2 separate regions of the Gossypium hirsutum genome follow, and region 1 is linked to region 2. Evidence: chromatin contacts called from public Hi-C data. All regions are on one chromosome and are shown on one strand. The core of a region is the stretch at or near the end of the contact, and the rest is flanking DNA. Distances in the headings are between cores, read along the strand shown. Region 1 has its middle 14 kb from the start of LOC107937516. Region 2 holds the start of LOC107937512 (solanesyl diphosphate synthase 3, chloroplastic/mitochondrial).

Region 1 (7,142 bases), core at 624-3,123, 100 kb before region 2:
AGACATAGTCAAATTTTATAATGAATTTGTTAAAAAAAAACTTCAAATATTGTCACATATTTTATTTTTATTATACTTCATATAAGCTACCTTTTGAACTTTTTAAGACAGTTTAAAAAATTCATTGCCAATGCTTTCTAGTTTATAATAGTTAATAATTGGATAATTATTTCATGCATTAACGTTAAGTATTTTTAAATACATAATAATTTACTTAGTAATTATCCTTTTAAATTTTAATAATAAGTTTTTAGATGCACTGAATCTAAAATTGCTTAGGAATCAAGCTAAGCACACTGCCCTAAATTTGCTGAAATTGGATTTAAGATCTCGCTTTTGGGGGTTAAAAGAAAAAAAAAAGTCGGTGCTTTAATTTGAATAATTGCTATATTTTAGTGTTTTTTAATCATTTTCACTAGGTTAGACTACGTATATTATGTGTAAGTTATGGATTTAAGTCATATATTTTGATATGGTCATTTTTAGTTACTATACTTTTTTTTTAATTTTATAATTTTAATCTTCACAAAACGGTAGTTATTTGATTCATTAAGTTAGGTTATGCTATTTTTAAAATCTTATAGATTCTTTTAGAACAAGTAGGGTCAAATAACAAAGATTCAAAGCATTCTTTTTACATTGTTTCGGAAACCCAATGACTTAATCTATGGATATGTAAAATACATGATTTCTAATCCTACCAGGAAGGGAGAGAAACAAATACTCAATTTAAAGTGAGCAAACAAAATTCCATACTCGATCTCATAGATGCATATGAAATTTTGTGGAAAATCATATTCGATGAGAGTCGTATGTACAACTTGGAGGGAGATTTTTCATATCTTTTGAGATCCACCTAACAATATAATGTCAAAAAGCAAAAGTAAATTATTTTAGCCCTTATAAAAAGAAAAAAAGAAAAAAATTAACCAAAATAATGATCAAATTGGAGAATATGGATTAAATTTCCAACTTTACTCACAGTACAAGATCAATACCGATATTTAACCAAACAATTTAACTGCTGTTGTTTGGTCAAAATTGGAATCTTAAGATTCAAAATATACAAGGACGAAAATTGATCAAATCAAAAAATATAAGAACTAAAATTAATCAAATTAAAGTATCAAGACTAAATTCATAACTTATACATAATACAGGGACTAATAACAGGATTTGACCTTTTTAATTTAATAAGGCATGAAGCATGCTAGATGGGCTGAGATATTAGGAGCCGAACATTTGAGCATGGGCTAAAGCTTTTTCGATGAACCCTACTATTAGATGATAAAAACACATTACTATTATTAAATTGATCTCAATTTATTTTTTAAAATTTGTAAAAAATTATATAAATTTAAAAAGAAATAATTTAATTTATAATGCTAAGCTGTTAACGCCTAAATTTTTTTATGCAATAAATTTAAATGGTTAAATAATATATCATAGAAAATGGATCCTTTTGTAAATAGGACCCATTTGTTCAGATCCTGTCATGTGGGTCCCTAATTACATGCAAATAAATAAATGATTAATGAAAAAAAAAAACCAACACATAATGGCAGCTTTAAAAAAAAATTCTTCCCATAACTTTGAAATTTCGGAAAACAAAATTTGACATTTCTATTTCCAATTATTTTTTAATAAATAATATTTCATTCTTAAAATCACATTAGGTAAGAAATATATTTTTAATTCATAAATTCTAAAATTAGGAAGTCAACTTTTTTACTGTATATATATTAAGAAAATACTATTTATTAATTTTTATTATATTTGTGCATGACTTGTTGTAGTAATAGTATGGTACGTACGGCATGTACATGGCTAGAGCCGAGCCGAGCCAAGCTGTTGAGGCGGGGAAGCCGGGGTAGTTGGAGTGGCGACGTAGGGAAAGGTGGGGGCCACCAAATCTAGATGGCGAAAGTGGATGGACCCCACAAATCTAAGAGGTGAGCTGTTGCTTTTGTACGAAAAAGAAAGTGAGAGGAAAACAAAATACCACTAACATCTTTTAAAACAATTATTTATGGAATTTATTTATTTATTTATTTAAAATGTGAAAATAAATTATTTTCATAAAAAAATTTGTTTTTAATTTTTTTAAATTTTAAATGATATTTTTACATACGGTAAAAGATATTGCAAAAAAAAAAAAGTATTCTAATATTGTATATCATAAAAATTTCAAAATAATATATTAATGGTGTATAAATATTAAAAATAGGTTTATAATAATAACAATATATTAAGAAAATTATGGTAATTTAATTGTTTAAGAGAATAAAACTTGGAAGAAAAAATAACAATACTTATAAATTTATGGTTATTTTATTTCCATAATTATTTTATAAATTTCCGATAAATTTATGGTTATTAATTATATTTTTTAAAAATTAATAGTTTATTGTATCACGGTAGTAATTATATTATATTTTTAAAATTTTTAATTTTATTGTTAAATTTAAACTAATTATTTAGAATTTTGAATTATTTAGAAGTACTTAAAGTACTCTAGATTTTTGGGCTTCCATTTTTAACCTAACTATTACCTAAGTAAATATAATTGAAAATTTTAAATACTATTATTATTTATAAATTTTAAAATATTTTTTAAATATTTCAATATGACACATCGAAATATAATTATCATGAATTAAGATTAAAATAAAATTTTTATTGACTCAAAATCAAATAAATGTCAAAATTAATTTCATAGTTAAAGTTAAAGTAAAAATTAAAATTGCCCCAAAAAATAATAAAATAAAATTGCAGTTCAGTAACATATCAAAAATAAAAATAAAAAATGACTTAAATAAAAACATTTCATATTTAAGAGGATGTAATACAAAATTATCCCAATAACCACATACATGTTAGAAACCTATGGCACTTGACCGACTCACTTTTTCCAATACAAATTTGAAAATATCTTTTTTCATTTAATGTTACAACTAAAATTTTCATTTATTTTTACTATAATTTATTTTTATTCTATTTTCTCTTAAAAAATTCTTAGCCCCTTAGTTGATCCGCCGCCACCGTTGCTGCCATGATCGGTGGTCTTCTTCCACCGCAGACATACCGAAATGTTCCTATCCTCCTCTTATTCTCCAATATGCCTTTTGATTAAAAAAAAAACCAAACCCTTTAGATTTAGCCTTTAAATCGAAAATATTTTTTCCTTGATTTCTACTATCGACCACCAAATTGACCATCACATGAAACAATAATTTTTTTACTTCAAATCTATTGAAAATTTTGTAAGGCGCCAAAAATAAAGTATCTCAAAAGCGAAGTCCTAAGGGATTTAAACTTTATACAATCTTATCTCTCAAGACTTATAATAATTAACTTAATAACTCTAATTTTATTCGAGTGTTTTATTGGGCCATTAAAACTTCAAATAGATAAATTTTTCCATATGTGAATTCATCACAGGTTTTGATCTACAACCCGTGATATAAGACAATAATTTACAGGCAAAAAATAAACATAAATATGGAAGAGAAACTTCTGTATTAAAAAATGTGTTATCATCAATATGTTGAATTTTTTAAATTTAACATTAAATTGTTACAAAACCGTAGACAATTTATTATAGTTTAAAAATTAATAAATTTTTAATATATAGTTTAATATATTATATTTTAATATTATTTTATATAATATATTGTAATTTGCTATAATTAAAATTTTAAGTAATATATTTATGTTAATAATTGTTAACCTTTGAAATTAACCTATATATAAATATATTTTATTTAGGAATTTATTTATTGTATCATATTTAATTAATTTATATATGTTAATTTAAAATATATTAACGCAATTTTAGTGTATCAAAATAAAATATTTTATAATTTAAGAGCATGGAATTCTTTTAATAATATATTTTTATATGTAGATTATAAAATTTAACCTTTAATCAAAAGTTAAATGATAAAAATTTAATTATCACAAAATATATTTTAATTTTATAAAACATAAACCTTTTTTTATTTAACGGATAATAAAAATTATCTTTAAAATTATATAAATTACATAAAAATATATATTATATGATTTAATGAACTTTAAACATATTGCCCAGATAGTTCAAATGCTACCATATTTATTCCAATGATTTTTGTATCTTAGAAGTTATGAGTTGAAGTACACCATACGTATTTTTTTTCTTTTTTAAATTTAAATTATTCTATTTTTATATCTTAAAATTAAATGAAACTTTTCATTATTATTTTTTTAAAGAAAATTAAATTGTTCTTATTTTAGTAATTAATGCCACAAAAACTACAAAACATTAACAAGTAGAACTCTCACAAACATATATATTTAAATATTGTTGTAACCTGCTCTCTGTCTGTCTTATGACAGGTTTCTCTCAAAGTTTTCTTTTGATTCTCTTTTAATTTCTTTTGTTTTTTTTCCCGATTGAATTTTTATTTGGTTCTGTTCATCTTTTCGGGTTTTTTTTGTGTGACTATAGTATGGAAGAAGAATTAGCTAATCTGAGACTATTGGATGAAGAAGAAGAGGCGTTTCAGGAGGAAGCAGCCGCTGTGGATCGAAGCTATCAATTCTGCTTGGTGGGGCGATGCCTCACTGATAGTGTTGTCCATTTTCCCTCTTTACGCAATATTATGGCTAATCTATGGCATCCAATTTGAAGGATATGTATCACGGATCTAATAGATAAAAGGTATCTTTTCCAATTATTCCACGAGGTTGATGTGCAAAGGGTACTCTCTGGTACACCTGGGTTCTTCAACAACCATTTGCTTATCCTGCAAACAATTCAAAAAGGAGAAAATTCATCAACCGTATTATTAAATTTTTCTAAATTTTGGGTCCAAGTTCACGATTTGCCTCCAAGGTTGACGACAAAAACAATGGCTAAACAATTTGGAATTTTTTGGGAAGTTTCATTGAATACGACACTTCTATTCCGACTTTGGGCCTTAAAAAATTCATGCGTATCCGTGTTCGTTTAGATGTTTCTAATCCGTTGAAACGAAAGAAAAAGATCCTAATCGGTAAAGAAATGACTGTTTATGCTCGTTTTCAATATAAAAAATTGAGTTTGTTCTGTTTCATTTCTGGCAAGCAGGGACACAACGAGAGTTTTTGTCCATTTCGACTTAGAATTGAACCAGTTAATATTGTATTTGGCTGGGATATATCTTTGCGTGTTGTGGCGCGGTGGCGAGTAGGTAGCTCCGACAAGCCGATGGATCCCAGTGGAGCAATGAGAGTATGGAAGGCAACAATCAGGTAGTAAATGGGTGAATGATCTTGGGCGTAATTTAAGGGGGAATCGTGGAATCAACATTCAAATCCCAATGTAATCCCCTTGAAATCAAGTCAACATATTACTTTTAAAGAGCCTAATAGTTGGCGCAATCTGGGCAGTGGGGTTTTAAATGATGATTCTGAAAGTAGGCCTACGGATTTAATGTTTGTAACACCCCTAACCAGTATCTGCTGCCAGAACAAGGTTTCGGAGCATTACTACCATTTACAGATCACTTAAAAAAATTTTAAATACTTACCGATTCAATGTATCATATAAATAAATATATTACCATTCAATCAACAGTTTGGCACTTGTATAAGCATCAGACAACAACATTGTTAGTATACTTGCACATATCTCATATAAATTCAACATTGATATATCTATTTTCTCGACATATCGCACTTGAGTTTAATAATAGTCTCAACTTACATAATTTCATTGTATCAGCATATCAAAGATAATCATATATGTACATGTCATGAAACATATCATGCTCTTACCGTTTCTTCATAAGCATATATCATTCATTTCATTATATCAATATTTCATGTTCCATCATTTCCATAGATTTTATGTATATTTATTCCGGTAATAGCTTATATTTTAACATAAATTATATTCCATGTACTTATACTTATTTCGTTTATCTATCTTCATAATTATTTCATACAACTATTTTGTATATATATTTCCATATGACCAGTTCTTGTAAACATTTCACACAACCATTTCATAGAATCATTCGTCATCTGATACATATTACCTGAATATTAATTGTTCAACAGATGTCATAGCGTCTCCCATCCACGGTCTTATTTATCTTTGACATGATGCCATAGTGTCTTTCAATTATAGTCTTACTCATTTTCTGTCATGTTGCCATGGTATTTTTCAACCATGGTCTTGTTCATTTCATATAACGTTGCCATGATATCTTTCAACCATGGTCTTACACATTTCATATCAGAGAGCACACTCCCGCGAACCTCATCCTTACAGTGGGATTACCAGTCCAGGCTAAATCCCCTGTAATATAAACTCATAGAGTATTGTCGGGATTACCAGTCCAGGCTAAATCCCCTGCAACGACAATTACTCTAATGAGCTTGGATCTGAATTACCAGTTCAGGCTAAATTCAGACCCTAATTCGGATTACCCATCCGGGCTAAATCCATTTTACGTGTATTCTTCGGGAGGGCTATATCAGAATAGGATCACCCGTCCGGGCTAGATCCTTTTTACCGTCAATTCCTTTTCAGAGATCCATCGAATTTTCTTTTCATTCAACCGGGATTTCTTCCCCTTTTTATCAAATATATCAATGTTTCATCAATTTTCATACAATGAACATTCAAATTATTTTCATATCAATAACATACATTTCAAGCATTTAAGAATATAATTCAAGTTACATGAACTTACCTAATTGCTTGTTTGTGTTTATAATTTCATTAATCCGATATCTTTTCTTTTCCACGATCAAGTCTCATATTTGAGTCCTCCAGATCTTTATAAATAAATTTAATCATCATTTTCATTCATTTCATATTCTAATGCATTTAATTAATGCTCTAGGCAAAATTACCATTTTGCCCTTAAACTTTTAATTAATGATGATTTCATCTTTAGGGTCAGGAAAATAAAATTTTTGCAATTTAATCCTTATTTCCAGCTATTATTCTCATATGTATCGATAACAGTCCATGAATTCTACAAAATATCAAAATTTTCTATAATTTCAACACTTTTCAATTTAATCCCCAAAACATGTTTTCCCCCGATCTTGAATTAAATTAATAATTTCATTCAATTTTGTAATTTAAATAATAAAATAATCCATTT
Region 2 (7,536 bases), core at 842-3,341:
CACATCCGTAAAAATACATTACCGTGGGACGAAATCTCTTTCCTTCCACCCCCAATTTGAAGAAGTACTCAGCAGCTGAAGCAAGCTTAGGAACCTGGATGACATAAACATGCAATTTTCATTTGCTTTCCCACATAAAGAATGTAATAAACTCATTCCATAGACATGAAAAAGAACAGTGTGATACCTCAGCAATAACCATAGCCCGCAACCTGTTAGCGACAAGTGACAGTTCATCAGAAACAAGTGAAAATGGATCAAGTTGTTCCTGGAGGAAATGTCTTGCCATCTCAATATTGCAGTAAACAAAGGCGAGATAGAAGGAGAGGAGATAAACAAACTAGTAGCCAACAATTAACAATAACAAACACAACAGAGAGGGAAGTAATCAACTTAAGGCCAAAATAGTAGCATTTGTTTCATATTTGAACATTAGAAAATTTAACACACTAGAAAACTTCCTATCCCTGGATAACCATGTCTCCTGTCCTAAAACTATAAGAAAGAAATTCGGTAAATGAACAAAAAAAAAAAAAAACTCGCAAATTGTAGAAGGATGAGCAATTTAAAGGATAACCTCTATTAGAGAGCTACTCTGATGAATTTGCCGTCCAAGACCAAGCAATGAAGGAAAACTCCAAGAAAGAGTTTCTCTGCCACTACGAACCTACTAATCCCCAGAAACAGTAACAAGAGAAAACATTAATGATCAATACAATTATTTCATTAAAAATAAATTGATCAAAAGAAAGAACCAGAGATGTAAAATATCTATTATAATACAAAAATCAATGTAGAACATAGCTATAGTCCTCTCAGAGGAATCTTCTTTGTGGCTCATTTGATTCAGTAATCATATAAACCCATCAGGCATAGAGATCATTACCAATCTATAGATTCACTATATCAACTTTACTTTGACTATAAAGAAGTAGCTTTGAGCACCGATTCCAATCATTCCGGGTGGTGACAACACCATTGCAATTCAAATGTGCAATGAATACATGCTTTAAGGACTATTATCATTAAAACCCAAGAAATAAAACACAGTCTAATAGAAAGGGGAAAAAAAAGTGCCCTTTCAGCAAACAGAACATCTGATTCATTCCCTAGTTAATTTGCATGACCAGAGGTGAAACAGATTAATTCTTATTAATTAACAAAAAAATAATTTTTAAAAAATGGAAACAAAACTCTGAAACAACTTAAATTAAGGAGCAACTGAGAACTGTCAATTACATATTTCCAGTGTTTCAAAACTCGAAGAGAAAGATAAAGAAAAAGCAAAAAGGTAAGAGTCAAGGTTTAACCTTTATAGTAGAGTAAACATATTGATTAGAGAGAAGGAATAGAGAAGGGTCAGTTCGACGAGAGAGAACGAAACCAAACAAGCTCTTTCCGGGAGTTGTACGAATCCTAGAAAATCCCCGGCAAAACAACATCCTCACCTTGTCTCTCTATCTCTCACTAACACTTTTCCAGGAACCCAAACAGAAGAAAAACCCAGAAAATTAAACCCTTTTCTTTGTTTAGGAAATCTGTGGGTTTATGTTAGGAAGCAGCCAAGACCTAGCAGTAGCTGAAAGTACAAAGTCTGACCCGAGCACCTAATTAATAAATGAAGCACCGCTTTAGCCACGTATCCAAAATGAAAGCCTTTCCTTTGCTCGTAATGAAAAATCTACCTTTTAGCTTAACTAATTAATCTAGACAAAATAGTGATTTTTTCACAAATGAGAATATCATTAAATATGTTACATTATGGGATTTATTTCCAATGTTGAGTAAGGTTTTGATTTTATTTTATTTTATGATAAAATATACTAATAAAATATATATTATTGACAATAAAGCAATAGTTAATGGAATATCTTACTGCATTTTCCTTTACAAAAGCATTGTATGACACTGCCAAATTTACATATGAAACAAAGTTCATAAAGAAGAGAATTACATATATGATCATCATCAGCTATTTGCCCCATTGTTTCTCAGCAACTCTTTAAACTCATCATCAGTGCTTTTTAGCATGTTAGCCAAAGGCAACTTAACCCCACTTTTTATGGCTTCAATATGCCTTGGTTTTATCCTCTTCTCCAAACTAAAAGCAAAGAACTGAGGGAATGCTTTCAACTCCTCCAAATCCCCATTCATCTCCTCTTTAAAGTACTCGAATTTGGGCTTGTAGTTGTTTTCTATGCTGAAAGTGAACAACCCTGGGCACCTCAACACCATACTTTTAGCTCCACTGGTTGAAAACCCTATGCTTTCCAAGAACTTGAGTTTGGGTATTAAGGTATGTTCCACACTTGAAACCAGCAAGACAGGGTCTTGATAAGCCAAAGCCTCTAAATCTCTAAACCCAAGCCTTTGGAGATAGAACAAAGCTGGTTTCAACTGGTCTCTGACACTTGAAGTGAGCAACCTGGGACACTTGTTAATGACCTTCCTATAGTTATTTTCAGGGACATTAAGGTCTTGGGAGAGGAAACTGAAAACTGGGCCAAGCTCAGCTTTGATGTTAGAGGTTAGGATTTGGGGGCACATACCAAAGATTCTAGGGAAGTCCTTTTGGTGAATGCCTTTAGATTGGAGGAACGAGATGATGGAATTGAGGGAATCAAGGGAAGTGGTGTGAAGGGAGGGATTGAGAGAGAGGGCTTTACCTGAGTCAATGCCCATGATTTCTAGGCATAAGATTTTCTCCTTGATTTGAAGGGAGAGATTATGGTGAGCTGATGAGTAGAGTGGGTGTTTGTGGAGGAGGCTTTTGGGTTTGGATGGTAAATGAGTGTTTGGTTCTTGGGAATTTGTGGGAGAAAATGAGGGTTTCTGAGAAGAGATGCATAGGGAAGACTGGAATGCAGTTGCAGCTGCTGCAGACATGGTGGAGAAAAAAGTGAGATAGGCTTTCCTGTCTGAAAACTAATCTTATTGGTCTTATTTGTATGTTATGTGGCAATGACACGTGGCGATTGGGTTGAAAATTGATTGGATGCAGCCAGATTTCTTTTAGATGACTAAGGCGGATACGAAGTGGACCATGTAACATCCTATCTTATTACAGTTAAACTCTTTAATGTATCCTCATATTGTATCGAAATTGAAAATTTAATCATCACAACAATTCAACAATTTATAATAAAAAAATAAAAATTCAATTATTTAAAATCATGTGTTAAAAAATAATTGTACTATCTTAGACCAAATTTGCAATACTGCAAACGTAAATCTTACGATCTAGAAAATAATGTAGCAATTTGATGTATGCCATTATTGTTAACAAATTGTCGTACATTGATAAATGAACTCAAACTTTAGGTACCACATTGTAGAATTTTAAAGTTAAAGCACAATATTGCATAATTTATAATTCATGAACAAAATATGACATTATCACATAGAAATGTCTGTAAACAAAATTCATGTTGAAAATGGTCGACCATAAACAGGATGGTCAATTGTAATGACAAAATTAAGAGAGAGAAAAAAGAGAATAGTTGGGTTCTGAGCAGAGAGATAAAACCATGTCAGCATTACGTAAAGATCAAAATCTTATTAAGGTTGAGCTAACTAAGTTTACAATATTCTCACTATCTATTACAAACCAAAACCCAGAAGAATTGAAAAACAAGAGCTTTGTTCTTAACAGCAATGTTCACTGTCACATCACTGATCAAGAATAATAACGTTCATAATACTGAGAAGAACCTGCTTAAATAAAGCAAAATAGATCCTCTATGCAGTAAGAATTGACACAAAGTACTTTACCATGAAATAAGAGTTTAACAAGAAGGGACATTAAGAAATGACAGAACTTCCCCAGGGCTAGTGGCAGCAGTTCCAGTGGCAATGACTGAAAAAGCTTTTCCAATTTGCTTCAACCGTTGAGAATGCTTATTCCATCCTACATGACATTGGCATACAACACGAAGATGAAAGCCAGAGGATAGACATAATTACAGTTAAAGTAAGCCATTGTTAACAACAGATTCTATCATGGAGACATGACAATCACATTTGCAGTAGGATTGCATGTGTTGTCCAAATTTCTTGTTTTACTGAGCACACAAGTGATGCCATAATAACACGCTTCAGGTTATAAAATCATTGAATTTTTTTTAATAGAATTTTTTTTTTTGGGGGGGGAGTTAGAAGAAGGTTACATGCATTGCTGACAGATGCCAATTAAATTTGTATGCATGTCAGTTAACATCTTTTTTTTTTTTGAGCTCAAAGAAGGATGCATTTTTTACTAGATTTAACTCTCTGACACTAAAATAATGCTACCATATTATATTTTGTGTGTCCGTGCGTGTCTTCCTTATATTTTCCTGAACTCTTTTGAGATTGGCCATGATTAATGAAAAAGCTTTTTTTCTTTAATAATAGGCATCAATAACCTATTTTCAGCATTTAGACTTCCAAAAGTTCAACCCCAAACCACCTATTTCATAGTGTTGTTATATAGGAAAATCAAGGGCTTTTCACTGCCATTAGACTTGCAAATTATACCAGACTTTTCACAAGAGCATTGCAGGTATAATCAGATTGATAGTAAAGATCCTCCTTGCTTTTTTGGTGTCAACAAGATCCTTATCAAAACAGTCAAATATATGTAAATAACTTTAATTTCCTACCAAAAAGATATGCTTATGACAGCCGTGTAACCAACAATAATAGCTAGCACGTATGATCACTCCCCATTGAAATAAAAGTTTATTATAGTTTTGTCAATCTAAGATCAATTATGCTGATCTTTTTATACATAACATATACATTGTAGATTTGGACCAGAATAAAACATGGATAATTTCAACTACTTTTTCACTTCTAGAAAACAAAGGATATAGATATATATACACATATGCATGTACTGCATGCGACGCACCACACTCCCTAACTAAAATTTGTTTCATACCTAGAAGGATAAGACCTAAACTTCCAGGAAGACGATCGAAATCCGTTTAGAATAAGATTACATGAAGAAAGATGCATGATTAGATGCAGCTACAACCAATCATTTTACATAAGTGACATACTTACTAGCCATTGAAGATGTCTTCACACGTCGTGTCTGGCCATCATTATTGCCCGTGATTTTTGCTCATAGGACGCCGTCGATGGAGCTTTTTACCAGGAGTTTGGTGATCATCCTGCAAGAGAAAATTAGCAATGGTTGAGGAAATGAAGGGTAACTGTAGTAGCCTGTAGTCCCAAGAACCACCATATTCCAGTATTAAGACAAACAAACCTTATACAGCGATGCTGCTGACTCAGACTGTACTGTCTGTACAGGCATATGCCCCTGTGACCGCAGGGCATCCAAGGCATCCAATGTCAACTGCCATCCACAGAGTGCAACAACATCAGCACTGGAGCCACTACAGCCAGCAGCAGCAACAGTTCCATTCACCCAGGGGCAGAATTGGTTGTGATGAATAATTGGATCAAATTCTACAGCTTCTTCATAATTGCTTTCTCCTTTTGGGGGACCTAAAAAACAAGTAGTCTTGATAAGGCATCCCGAAGAGAAAAAGAAGGGAACTGGAAATGGATCACCTTCAAATTTTCATACAGTTCCATGAAATATGTATTCCAACACAAACCAAAAGTCTGAAATGGTTAAACTGAAGAAGGTAACTTCAGTCAGAACTGAACTGGTACAATTTTCCTTGCACATATGGTACACTGATAAATGCTAATTACAAATAAATCTAGCAACCAATAGAAATAAGTACATGATCCAGATAAAAGTATGATTAATTCCAGCCTAGAAGTCAAATTTTTATGGTACCGAGACTAGCTCATTGTTACTGCTTCAGTAGGCTGGGTGAAAGAAATTTCAAAACAAACCAGAGGGATTATGATTGAAACCTAATGCAAGTTAAAGGAAAACTTACATCATACCTGGGCACCAAAGAGGGGAATCTTCCTTTTGTTTAATAGCCAGTTCTTAGATGAATTAGATTTGTCGCCTTATTTATGTTTTATTAAAGTGAAATAAATAAATAAATAAATAAAAAGAGGGTTAAACTACCCAATGAGCCTTAGAAGTAAATCAATGCAAATTGGTAGCTAGGATCTACCAAGTAAGGCACATAGAGTTTACCTATTCCATTTGCAACAGCAAAATCTGACTCTGGCTCAGGACAGTTGTTTATGGAAGATGATTTTCCAGCATCTTTTTTCTCTTTCTTGGGTGTTTCATTACCAGAATACATATTAGCATTGCAGGACAGAGAAGGATGAGCACTGTTATCTGGGGCTAGTTTGCAGCTTTGGCTTATCTTCTCACCACTTTCAACAGACTCTGCTTTGACAGAACCATCAACTTTTGAGCCACTGTCAGCCCGCCCCAAGGAGCGTGACAACATTTCCTGGCTGTCACCATGAGGATCCTCCCTATTTATTTCACCAGGGACAACTTCATCCATCAACCCAGGATCTGGAGCAGATTCACCAGTTTGACCCTGATTTTCAACATCTTCTATTCTGGGTTCCACATCACCAACTACACTATCTGTTCTATGCACAGACACATCTGCTCCATGAATTTCAGCTTCATGGCTGGCACACATACCAACACTCCCCCCACTAATTCCAAAACTAAGCCCATCCCTAGCTTGAGCTGTCACAGTTTCAGGTTCAGCATTGAATATTTCCTCCCCGTCATTTGTACTGCTGATGCCCATTTCACCTGGAACTTCCTCTGCAGCTGGTTGGAAACAAATACTCTGCTGAGCTTGATTACTATAATTCAACTCTGATGTTTCATTCATGTCAAGGTGGCCATATGTACTAGATGAGGGAAAATGAATATCGTCAACATCTCCGCGATAATTCTCAACACTTTCCATAGAGTCACCACCTGCACTGTGACACAAAGTATCCATAGCAATGACAGAGGACGCACGCATTGAATCTCTCACTGACGGGATTTCAATAACCTGGTTACTTCCTTGCCTAAACAGAGCAACTCTATTGCCACCATCTCCATGAGTTTCAAAACCCACCGAATGGCTTGGGCCTGCCTCAGAGGAATCTCTTGGATATGGTGAGCAGTAAGTATCAAAAAAATCTGAATCACGGGCACGTTTGGAAGGGCCAGCAGAATATTGTCTGCAATCATTGAATTTGTCACCATCACGATCAATCACAGTTTCTTCAACACTATCAGCCTGTTGTGTGCATAACTGTGGCCTATCATCTGAACTGGCACCTATTTCCAAGCTTCGCTTGCGAGGACTAGGGCCCCGTGATTCATAAGAAGCAGCTCTATCACCAACCTCACTACCTGATGGTTGCCCAATCACTAGATCCCGACCCATGTCTGCATCATTCATATTTCTGGATGATGTGGCTCTACCCAACTTATAGAAAGACAGACCCCCAGCCATTGTAAGATTCAAATCAACATCTGTTTTTGGCACCAATTTTCTCTCATCAGTCGTTCCTACTTCATCACGGTCTTCAGTCAGTTCTTTCTCTGGATCATCAGCAGCAACCCAACCACTAATTCCACTGGCTGCACTT

Evidence for each region. A called contact is a pair of places that touch in the nucleus more often than the background predicts.
Region 1: a Hi-C map of leaf shows a contact between it and region 2, with 2.5 times the contacts expected there. The contact joins the enhancer-like site here to the promoter of LOC107937512 in region 2. A contact is called at or near these places in 11 of 34 Hi-C or Micro-C datasets (fibers, leaf and petal).

What each region holds. Positions count from the first base shown.
Region 1 is chrA10:4,469,017-4,476,158 of Gossypium_hirsutum_v2.1, reverse strand. No RefSeq gene overlaps it. Among protein-coding and RNA genes, the nearest start is that of LOC107937516, 14 kb to the left of the region's middle. Within about 2 kb of position 1,873, at least 3 of the 9 cell types and tissues checked have an H3K27ac peak or open chromatin away from gene starts, as enhancers often do. A contact at or near this core is called in leaf, where this site is marked.
Region 2 is chrA10:4,368,978-4,376,513 of Gossypium_hirsutum_v2.1, reverse strand. It overlaps LOC107937512 (solanesyl diphosphate synthase 3, chloroplastic/mitochondrial), which reads right to left and starts at 2,091. Exons shown (of 12, transcript XM_016870408.2): 1 at 1,955-2,091; 2 at 578-667; 3 at 188-268; 4 at 23-94. The coding sequence starts at 1,969. LOC107937513 (transcription termination factor MTEF1, chloroplastic) reads right to left here and starts at 2,886. Exons shown (of 5, transcript XM_041079631.1): 1 at 1,955-2,886; 2 at 578-670; 3 at 188-212; 4 at 23-94. The coding sequence starts at 2,886. The coding sequence ends at 1,969. LOC107937510 reads right to left here. Exons shown (of 8, transcript XM_016870399.2): 5 at 6,113-7,536; 6 at 5,255-5,496; 7 at 5,047-5,156; 8 at 3,537-3,907. The coding sequence ends at 5,088.